Linked DNA regions of Sus scrofa: regions 1 and 2 are each linked to region 3. A link is a contact called in public HiChIP or PLAC-seq data. All regions are on one chromosome and are shown on one strand. Each heading gives the region's core, a stretch centred on a gene start, on an enhancer-like site or on the middle of the called end of the contact. The rest is flanking DNA. Distances are from core to core; before and after follow the strand shown. Region 1 holds the start of AUH (methylglutaconyl-CoA hydratase, mitochondrial). Region 2 holds the start of NFIL3 (nuclear factor interleukin-3-regulated protein). Region 3 holds the start of GADD45G (growth arrest and DNA damage inducible gamma).

Region 1 (2,938 bases), core at 101-2,600, 1.4 Mb after region 3:
CAGCAGCCATACAAAGTTGGTATTATTTCTCCTATTTTACACATAAGATAGTGGAAGCAGAGCAAGTTTGCCTAGGAACCCTCATTAACGTCAAATTCCACTGCAAGAAATCCTAATGACTCCCCATGGACTCCACCAATCTCCCCAAATACAGCTGGGCGTATTACTGCCCTTTGCTCTCAACAAGGCTTTAAATTAGCATAGCCTTTTAACCACCAGCATCTTCCTCGCTAAACTGGTAGCTGCTTAAAGACAGCAAACATGACTTAACTCCTTTTGCACTTTCGCTTAACAGATTATAGGTGCTCAATAACTGCGTGTTAGAATTAAATAACTGCTCTTCTGGTAAACTGCTATTTCCACCTTTCATGATCCATTTAGCTTTTCCCAACGAGGCAAGCCAAAGATAGTGAGCTTCTACAGTAATTCCACCGAAAGGCACACACCCACAATCTTACTCCCACCGCATTGTATTGCTAATGAGTCTGTCTCCTCCCACTGAAGGTAGCTCAAGGGCAAGATCAATACGACTACAATTGTGTTCCCTTAGCAAGTCGCTTGGAAGAACATGACAAGGCTCAAAACTGTTTAACTAAAGTGAAACAGACCACAAAACTAACCAGATAAAATGGACAAAGGGAAAAACTGCTCCAGATGAACAGCTTTAAATTTAAATATGTTCAGCATAATAAAGTGCACTCTCACTGCAGCTTCTAAAACTATCCCTCTGATATCTGAGTTGACAGAAAGCCATTACAGAGCAAGAACAAAATCTGGAAGCAAATATCACACACCCGGTTTATTGACCTTGGCTCGTCTAGAGTTGAGGGCGTAAACTGCGTTTCTGTCTTCGGCGCTGAGTAGGGCCGCTTTTACAGGTTAGCTGCTCCGTAGGACACCTTTAAGCGTGGAGAGCACTAAATAGCTGCAATGCTTCGATGGGGGAGGGGAAGGCCCCCCAGGCCTCTCGGCGGACAAGGACGTCAGCCCGGACACTCGACCTTGCGACCCCTTCCTAGGACCGGCGTCAGCCCGCGTCGCGCCCCTCACCTCGGTTCTCCTCCTCCAGATATCGCACCCGCAGCTCGTCCTCCGTCTTCGCCTCAGAGCTGTAGCCCCTTCGCCAGGCCGCACCCCCGGCCGCGGGCGTCCAGCCCCGAGCCCAGATGGCCGGCCCTACCGGCAGGCCGGTCCAGGAGCCAGGGAGCCTCCACCCGGGGCCGATCCCCGCACAGTAAGCAGCCACCAAGCGGGCGCGGCCTGCCCGCAGGGTACCTAAGGCCCCAGGTACCCCCGCTGCCGCCGCCATGTTCTCTGTTTACGGCGTGGGCCTGCGGTCGCTGCACGCCGCAGGGCACGCCCAGGCCCCGCCCCCGCGTCGCCCCTCCCTGGCCCCGCCCCCGAGGGCTCGCCCCGCCCAACACCGAGGACCTCGTTCCAGATCCTCCTTGCACAGGCCTCCCTTGCCTGACACAGAGTGTAATGCTTTGTCCAGCAAAGGCAGGGTGAAGTAATTCTCCAAGACTGCGCAATGTTTTAGGGTAGAACACATTCTATAAGAACGCCCCGAAGAGAGTCGCCTCCCTACATTCCCTGGGCTATGCCCTCGGGTCATGTGTTCCCTGCAAAAGTGAACTAAGGTTTGGCTGACAGGATGGCAGCTCTGCGAGGGGATCCTGTTTATAACCGGTGTACTCGGTAAGTGTACTTACTCATGCATATAAGAGCCGTGAATTATCAGTTAAAGGTGCCTGTAAACATATGTGATCCTCACCATACGGAGTTCAGGAATGGCTGGAAAACAGTCAAAGAACACAGGGGTCCTTAGCCCGCCATCTCAGGCAGGTGGCACGGCCTTTCCTGAACAGTTTTAAAACTGTGAAGGGAGTTCCCGTCGTGGCGCAGTGGTTAACGAAGCCGACTGGGAACCATGAGGTTGCGGGTTCGGTCCCTGCCCTTGCTCAGTGGGTTGACGATCCGGCGTTGCCGTGAGCTGTGGTGTAGGTTGCAGACGCGGCTCGGATCCCGCGTTGCTGTGGCTCTGGCGTAGGCCGGTGGCTACAGCTCCGATTCGACCCCTGGCCTGGGAACCTCCATGTGCCGCGGGAGCGGCCCAAGAAATAGCAACAATAACAACAACAACAACAACAACAAAAGAGACAAAAAGGCAAAAAAAAAAACAAAAAAACTGTGAAGGTCATCAAAAGTAAGTCTGAGAAACTGTCACAACCAAGAGAAACCTAAATGGCAGCTAAATGTAATGTGCGATCATGGCTTGGATCCTGCAACAGAAAGTGGAACTTAGGCAAAAATGAAGGGAATCCAAATATAGACTTTAGTTCATAACATGTCATTACAGGTTCATAGATTGTAGCAAAGGTACCATATTAATGTAGGAGAGGCTAGGGGTGAGGTTCTACTGGAACCCTGTACTGTGTTCTCACATCTTCTGTAAGTCTAAAAACGGTTATAAGAAATGTTTAGTTATTAGTGCAAAATAAATGATAGATGCCCCAGTTCACGTGGACCCTAATTCAAATCCAGTGAGTCTGTGCTGCCCTGGACTGAGCTGGAAGCCTGCCCTGGACAACTAGTTATTGACACTTCTGGAAGACCTCCAAGCCTCTCACCCAGCCTTCTCCTCCAAGCCACCTGTTTGCCTTCCTCTGCCCCTCATATCCTTTGATGTTCCCTTCCCAGACCCAGGGAAAGCTTGAATGGTGCCTTCCCCACGAGGCCCTAAATCTCTGCTATGAGCACACCTAGAATGAGAATTGGCCATGAAATTCTACAATTTGAAGGCCAACTCCATCGCTCTTTACCTTTCTTAGGCTTCCAAGTTATAGTGTCTCCCTTTTACCTCTCAGACAGAAGAAAAGAGTTCCTGCTTTGTCAGAGCGTCACTGGAAAGCTGTCATTCTAGCCCCCCTTCCTCTTC
Region 2 (3,151 bases), core at 215-2,714, 1.4 Mb after region 3:
TCCCACATCAGCCCGTAATCCTTGCCAGTATTTCACGGTGGGCAGATTATGCAATGTATGCAAGGACAAATCCCACAACCTCCCCGAGCGCTGGTAAAACACGCTGACGACAAACAGGGTGGAAAACGTCTGTGCAGACTCAGCCCCGGACACAAACAAACGCAGCGCAGGCATTCTCCGAATGCCGTCACCGTTCACGCTACCAATGCTCTTTCTCAACGAGAAAATCAAGACTATTGCCCATTAGTCAGCCCCCCTCCTCTCCTCCGCCGCCAGCCCCGCAGAAGGCACGAGAAAGGAAAGAGCGCTGCCCTTCCCCAGGAGATGGCTCAGTCTCCCCGGCGCTCTTCTCTACCAAAACATCAATTTTCCTGAAATCAGGAGACATTATGCAACAGTGGCGGGGGGAGCGCAAGCCAGCTCGGACTACGTGCCGGCGCGAGGGCGCTGCAATCAAAGCAGCCACCTTAAGGTGGCGAGTCCCCTCCTGACAAGGCAGCAAAAGTTTATGTAATGAATGCCCCGCGCACACTCGCAGCCGCCGGCCAGTCCCGCGCACAGCCCGGCCCCGCGCGCAGCCCGGTCCGCGCCCAGTGCCCGCCGGCCGCGCGCCCCAGGAGCGGGCGGGGAACGGGGCACCGGGCCCGGGCAGGCGGTGGGCGGAGCGCTTACCGTGTTCCTGCTCTCGGGCCGGCGAGCCGGGGCGACAGGGAGAAAGAGCAGGGAGTCGGGAGCCGAGCTGGAGGCGCTCAGGGATCCGGGTCCGGCCAGGCCTCCGGGACGGCAGGAGCGGCGAGGGCGCGGCGCGGGAGGCGGGCGGCGCGCCGGGTCCGCGGGCGCCGTGGCCGCGCCGGGAGATGTGTGTTAGTAGGTCAGTTCCGAGCGCGGCGCTACGTCGCCGCCCGCCAGCCTAGCCGTGACGGGCGGCCGCGGCCCCAATCGCTGTGCCCGCACCCGCCCCCAGCCCACCGCCAATGGCCGCAGCCGGCGGGGGCGGGCTCTCACAGGCCCCGCCCCCGCCCGCGCCCCCTCCCGGCAGCGCCACCAGCAAGCAGCCCGCGTCCCTTCCCGGCCGCGGCTACTGCCACCGCCCGAGCGCCTGGAGGACCCGCGCCCAGCGCCTCGCGCCCCGCTTCAGGGCTGCACAACGGCCAGCGTGGCCACCTCGACCGGGGCAAGCCTGAGGAGGGGCCCGAGACCCCCTACCTTGCCGTCCCTCTCCCCTCACCGTTGCCTTCACCCTCTCGGTCACCGAGGTACCTAAGCCCAGCGACCCTCGCTCACTCGCAGAGGCGCGTTTTGTTTCCCCGAGCGCTCAGCGAGCCAGGCTACCTGTTGCCGACCGAGTACCAGGCGGAGGGCTGGAGGCTGCCTCGACCCGGGCGTGGCAGGGACCTCCGCCTTCCCCTCTCTAAACGCCGAGAGGACCCCTCCTCCTGGGGGTGGGCGAGAGAGGAGGCCGAGGGTGAGCGCAGGCGAGCGGCCAGAACTCAGGGCCGGCCGCAGAGGGGAGGGAGGCGGGTGGCGGTTCCGAGCCCCGCGGTGCTGCGTTGGCAGCGATTACAATGCCCCGCGCGTCTCCCTTGGGAGCGCGACGGCCGGGAGCGCGGGGGGTGGGGTGGGGGGAGAAAGCGCAACGCACGAACACCGCCCCCTACACAATTAGGGCGAAGATGACGGCTGCAAAGTTGTTGCGTAACACGACTGGGAAACGAAGCTGGCCAAGGTCCATCTGCCCCCTCCCCCGGCCATGCCGAGAGTGGCCGCCCGGAGTGCGGGTCCGCGGGCCGGGTGCGCCCATCCTGTACGCTCGCTGGTGTTTGCTGCTGGCGCTTGAGACAGAGGTTCAGAGTCTCTTGATCTTGAAGTAGAAGCAAGTCGGTCATTTCTGCCTCTAATTGGATGCAATTGTCTTCTTCCCAAATTCCCGGGCTACGTAACAGACGTAAAGAAATGGGGGAAAGGGCACCTCCCGGCGAGTCAGGTCATTGAGCTAAAGACTGTAAAGGCACGTGGCACACACACGGCGCATTTCCTGATAGATAGATAAATCGATAAAAGCGGCAGCGCCTGCCTTTTACGAAGGGAGCCATATTCTTGATAGTGACGCACAGATTGCCCAAATAGGGAATGTGGCAGGTGCGGAAAGACCTCCTGCTCTGCTTGGACTGTGTGGAAGCTGGGCTGAATGCCTTGCATGACTTTCCACTTCTTTTTCTTATGATAAAATATTCTTTAAAAAAGTTGAACTAAACACCAAAATATAGAGTGAACACCTTCCTTTCTCCCAGCTACCCTCACCGAGGTCTATCATCAATAGAAAATCTGCTTGCTAAGTTTGTCTCTTCTATCTTCCTCAGTCTCTTACTGAGGAATTGTAAGTACCCCCAAATGGATGCTTAAACATTCTTATCACATATTAGGTTTTGGAAAGCTTCACGTTTCAAACTATTCTCCAAGGACAATGCTGCTGTTCAGAACACACACATGTTCACGATTCACCTGGTAAGGTGTAGATTTACCAACAAGGCTCTGACAATATAGACCTGCAATATGGGTTTTAGCATCTTCCCCAAATGCACCTTTCCAAGTGCTCACCAATTCAAGAAGCACATCTGTGTGTGGCTTCTGAGTCAGTCACCTGTATTAGATATTTATTCCAAAGAACTGACTCCATTGATGAAAATGAATCCTGATTTTGGTTTATATTCTCCACTTTTCTCACTTGCAATAATACATTTCCTCCTCATCCTCAGTCCTCACAATGCCCATTATAGCTTTGAAAAACCACTTTTAGATGAAATGAAAACCATATGCATGTCAGTTACCTTTACAGGGTTAGAAATGGAGCTAATTCATAGAAATCCAGAGCCCCCCAGAGCACATCTACAACATATTCTCCCACATTGTTCTGTTTTTTTTTTTTAAATAATTTCACAGAATCCAAAGCTGTCATAGAACAGGCAGAAAATAGTTTTATGGAAAATAGTTTTATAGAAAAAGAACTTGAAATTCAAGAAAGGTAGGTAACAGGCTTGAAGTCACCTCAGTTGGTAATAGCGGAGAAACTCTCTGAACCTGGAATCTGTTTTTTATGCTGAATTTTGAAGCCTGACACGCCTCTAATTACTTGAGGGTATTCTGGATTGTG
Region 3 (3,060 bases), core at 479-2,978:
TTATCCAATCAAGGCCCACCATCATTTTAAACACCACCAACAACGAACGAGAAGATACAGTAGCAAATAATCACCGCCTGATGCCGTCTGACTCCCGCTGTTATAAAACGCCTCGGATTTCAGGGATATGAGGTAAGCAAAGACCCAATTCTTGGCATCAGGAAGTGGCCTGCTTTCGCAGCTGTCCTCTGGCAGCTGGCCACCGGGTGGCGCAAAACGCCAGCGCACTCGGCTGTTTTTCTTACCCGTTATCTCCGGTCTTGCACCAGAGCCTGGGCTTCCAGCGAATTCACCCCGGCCCGCAAACAGTCCTGTCCAGTCTCTAAGGCCTCATCTAGAAAAGAGGGGCAATGGAATGCACCGCAGCACTGGTTTCAACGTAGAGCAGAGAGATGCAGACACCAAAAGTGATAAGTTGAGTGAGCGAAGGGTCTTTTCGTTTGTCCCCAACTCCTTCCGGCGTGGGTTTTGCAGCCTTTCTTCTGACTTCTGTTAATACGCAGCTTGGAGGGAGCTCAGCCGACCCTACCAGGGCAGCTCCTTGACCAGGAGGCTGCAGGCCAAGTCACTAGTGGTCAATGCAAGTGTAGGGGAGGGAGGTGGTCAGGATCTTTCCTGCCGGCCTGTAGATGGCGCTCCGGGAAAGATATTCCGAGCCGCGTTCCCCAAGCTCTAGGGGCCTGGAGCCAAGGGGTCCGGGCTGAGCGCAGCCGGCTGTGTAAATGGTGCAGCAGCCAGGTGTTCCTTCCAACTGCCACCGCTGTTCCGCACGTGTGCAAGGACCCGGTGGGGCGGAATTACATGCAAACGTGCCGCTGGTGCAGCAGGGCCTGTGCGGGGGTGGGGGTGGGGAGCCGCGCACCGAGGAGGGCAGGAGCGGCACGCGGCCCCGACCCCCACGCGCCAGGCAGCCCGGCGACCCCCACGAGCGGCAGGGCCCTACCCACCCCACCCAGCGGCAGGTGGACAGTGTCGCTATGAAGAGAAAGCTTCGATTGTCCCTCCCACAAACCGCCACACGCCAGACCTCCGCTATTGTGCGTCCTCCATAGAAATGCAAACGAGCCGCGTGCGCCGGCCGCAATCTGCTCGGGAGCCCCGGCGCCCCGCAGCGCTCTGCAGAGGGCGGGGAGCTCGGGTGGGACTTTCCAGCGCGACGGGGTCGGAGCCTTGATTCTGCAGGGAGAACCTCGCATTCCGGGCCCTAGTGTCAGGTGGAGGGAGCTGCGCCCGGGCCTTTTGCAAGCTTAAAGCCAGGACTGTGTGTTTTTAAGTTCCGCTTTAAAAGCTACTGTCTCATAAACTCCAAATTAAGAGTAAAGAAAAAATAGAAAGGTAACAACAAAAATAAATGCAAAAATAAATTCATTAGATTCTCCAACGGTGCATTTCACAAATTGCAGCGTACTATTAGCTAGCAAGGGTTTGGCTTTTTTTTTTTTTTTAAACTTTTCCCTTTTAAAGACTTAAAAACAAAAAGGCTAGATGAAATCTGCAGGCTCCAGGCTGCCTGGTAACACCCCGACAAAAGCAGCAGATTTGAGGCATTGTCATCCCCCGCACCCCTCCCCACGTGGCCTTCTGGCACGAGCCGCCGGCCGCCGCCTCATTTGCATCAGAAAGCGGGCGCCGGCCAATGGGCGCGCAGGCTTGCGCCAGCTGGCGGCGCCGAAGACCCAGCCTATATAAAGGCGCGCGGCGGGACCCGGGCTCACTCGCTGGCGGTGGGCACGCCGAGCAGAGCTGCGGGCTGATCTCTCTTCGCTCGCGTCCGCTCCGCCCTCTGCTTTTGTGGATAACTTGCTGCTTGCGGATCGCAACATGACTCTGGAAGAAGTTCGCGGCCAGGATACGGTTCCAGAAAGCACGGCCAGGTAAGTCCGCGCTGAGCGCCGAACGTCTCAGGGCTCCGGGATCCTGGTCCTGCCCTGGCCGCGGCTGGTTGGGCGCAGTCTTCGAAACCTTCCGGGGTGGGGGTCCGCTGGGTAGAAGTCAGGCCCAAGTGTTTCCGCTGGGCTGGGGGTGCGGCACTGGGCTGGAGCGCCGGAGTCGGGCGCCGGGGGTGCCTCCCAGGGCTCGGGGGTCCTGGCTCACCCTCCGGCCTGTCCACGCTCATGGCGGTGGCTCCTCCACAGGATGCAGGGCGCCGGGAAAGCACTGCACGAGCTGTTGCTGTCGGCGCAGCGACAGGGCTGCCTCACCGCCGGCGTCTACGAGTCCGCCAAAGTCCTGAATGTGTGAGTATAGACGCGGTCCGGGCGAGGCGGCCGGGGGCGGGCAGAGCGGCAAGGGAGACCGGGGAGAAGGCGGCACGGGGCACCCGGGGCACACCGATCTGACCTCTTCACCTCCTTCTCGCTCGCGCAGGGACCCCGACAACGTGACCTTTTGCGTGCTGGCTGCTGACGAGGAAGACGAGGGCGACATTGCGCTGCAAATTCACTTCACTTTGATCCAGGCGTTCTGCTGTGAGAACGACATCGACATCGTGCGTGTGGGCGATGTACAGCGGCTGGCGGCGATCGTGGGCACCGGTGACGAGGCGGGCACGCCGGGAGACCTGCATTGCATCCTCATTTCGGTGAGTGTCGCCTCCATCCCGATGTCATCCCTGCCCTTGCCAGCGGCCAGCCCGGTTGACCTCTGGACTCTCTTCGCAGAACCCCAATGAGGACGCGTGGAAGGACCCCGCCTTGGAGAAGCTCAGCCTGTTCTGCGAGGAGAGTCGCAGCGTCAACGACTGGGTGCCCAATATCACCCTCCCCGAGTGACAGCCCGGCGGGGGTCTTGGTCTGATCGACGTGGTAACGCCCCGGGGCGCCTAGCGCGGGGCTGGCTCTGTGGATGCGCCCTAGGAGGGCGCCCGAGTGCGGCGTGGAGACTGGCAGGCGCCGGCGCGTGGAGAGCGGCGAGGAGGTGCGGCTCCCTCCCGAGGAGGGGCCCGGCGGCGACAGGGGCAGGCTGGCCCCAGCCCAGGACTCTACAAGTGTGGGGAGCGGTTGCTCGCCCAGGAAGGCCGGAGGCGGGACGTTGGCCGCGCGGCCGGGAAGGACAGACTGG

Evidence for each region. HiChIP or PLAC-seq counts read pairs in DNA pulled down with a chosen protein or histone mark.
Region 1: a contact with region 3 is called in an H3K27ac HiChIP or PLAC-seq map of alveolar macrophages. The contact joins the promoter of AUH here to the promoter of GADD45G in region 3. A contact is called at or near these places in 1 of 47 Hi-C or Micro-C datasets (heart right ventricle) and 1 of 2 datasets of contacts at active chromatin or transcription factors (alveolar macrophages).
Region 2: a contact with region 3 is called in an H3K27ac HiChIP or PLAC-seq map of alveolar macrophages. The contact joins the promoter of NFIL3 here to the promoter of GADD45G in region 3. A contact is called at or near these places in 4 of 47 Hi-C or Micro-C datasets (embryonic fibroblasts, heart right ventricle, mesenteric adipose tissue and 1 more) and 1 of 2 datasets of contacts at active chromatin or transcription factors (alveolar macrophages).

What each region holds. Positions count from the first base shown.
Region 1 is chr14:2,544,979-2,547,916 of Sscrofa11.1, forward strand. AUH (methylglutaconyl-CoA hydratase, mitochondrial) reads right to left here and starts at 1,351. Exons shown (of 8, transcript XM_013990241.2): 1 at 1,051-1,351. The coding sequence starts at 1,309.
Region 2 is chr14:2,602,310-2,605,460 of Sscrofa11.1, forward strand. It overlaps NFIL3 (nuclear factor interleukin-3-regulated protein), which reads right to left and starts at 1,465. Exons shown (of 2, transcript XM_001928870.6): 1 at 1,333-1,465.
Region 3 is chr14:1,164,272-1,167,331 of Sscrofa11.1, forward strand. GADD45G (growth arrest and DNA damage inducible gamma) reads left to right here and starts at 1,729. Exons shown (of 4, transcript NM_001185129.1): 1 at 1,729-1,874; 2 at 2,136-2,237; 3 at 2,368-2,581; 4 at 2,661-3,060. The coding sequence starts at 1,822. The coding sequence ends at 2,771.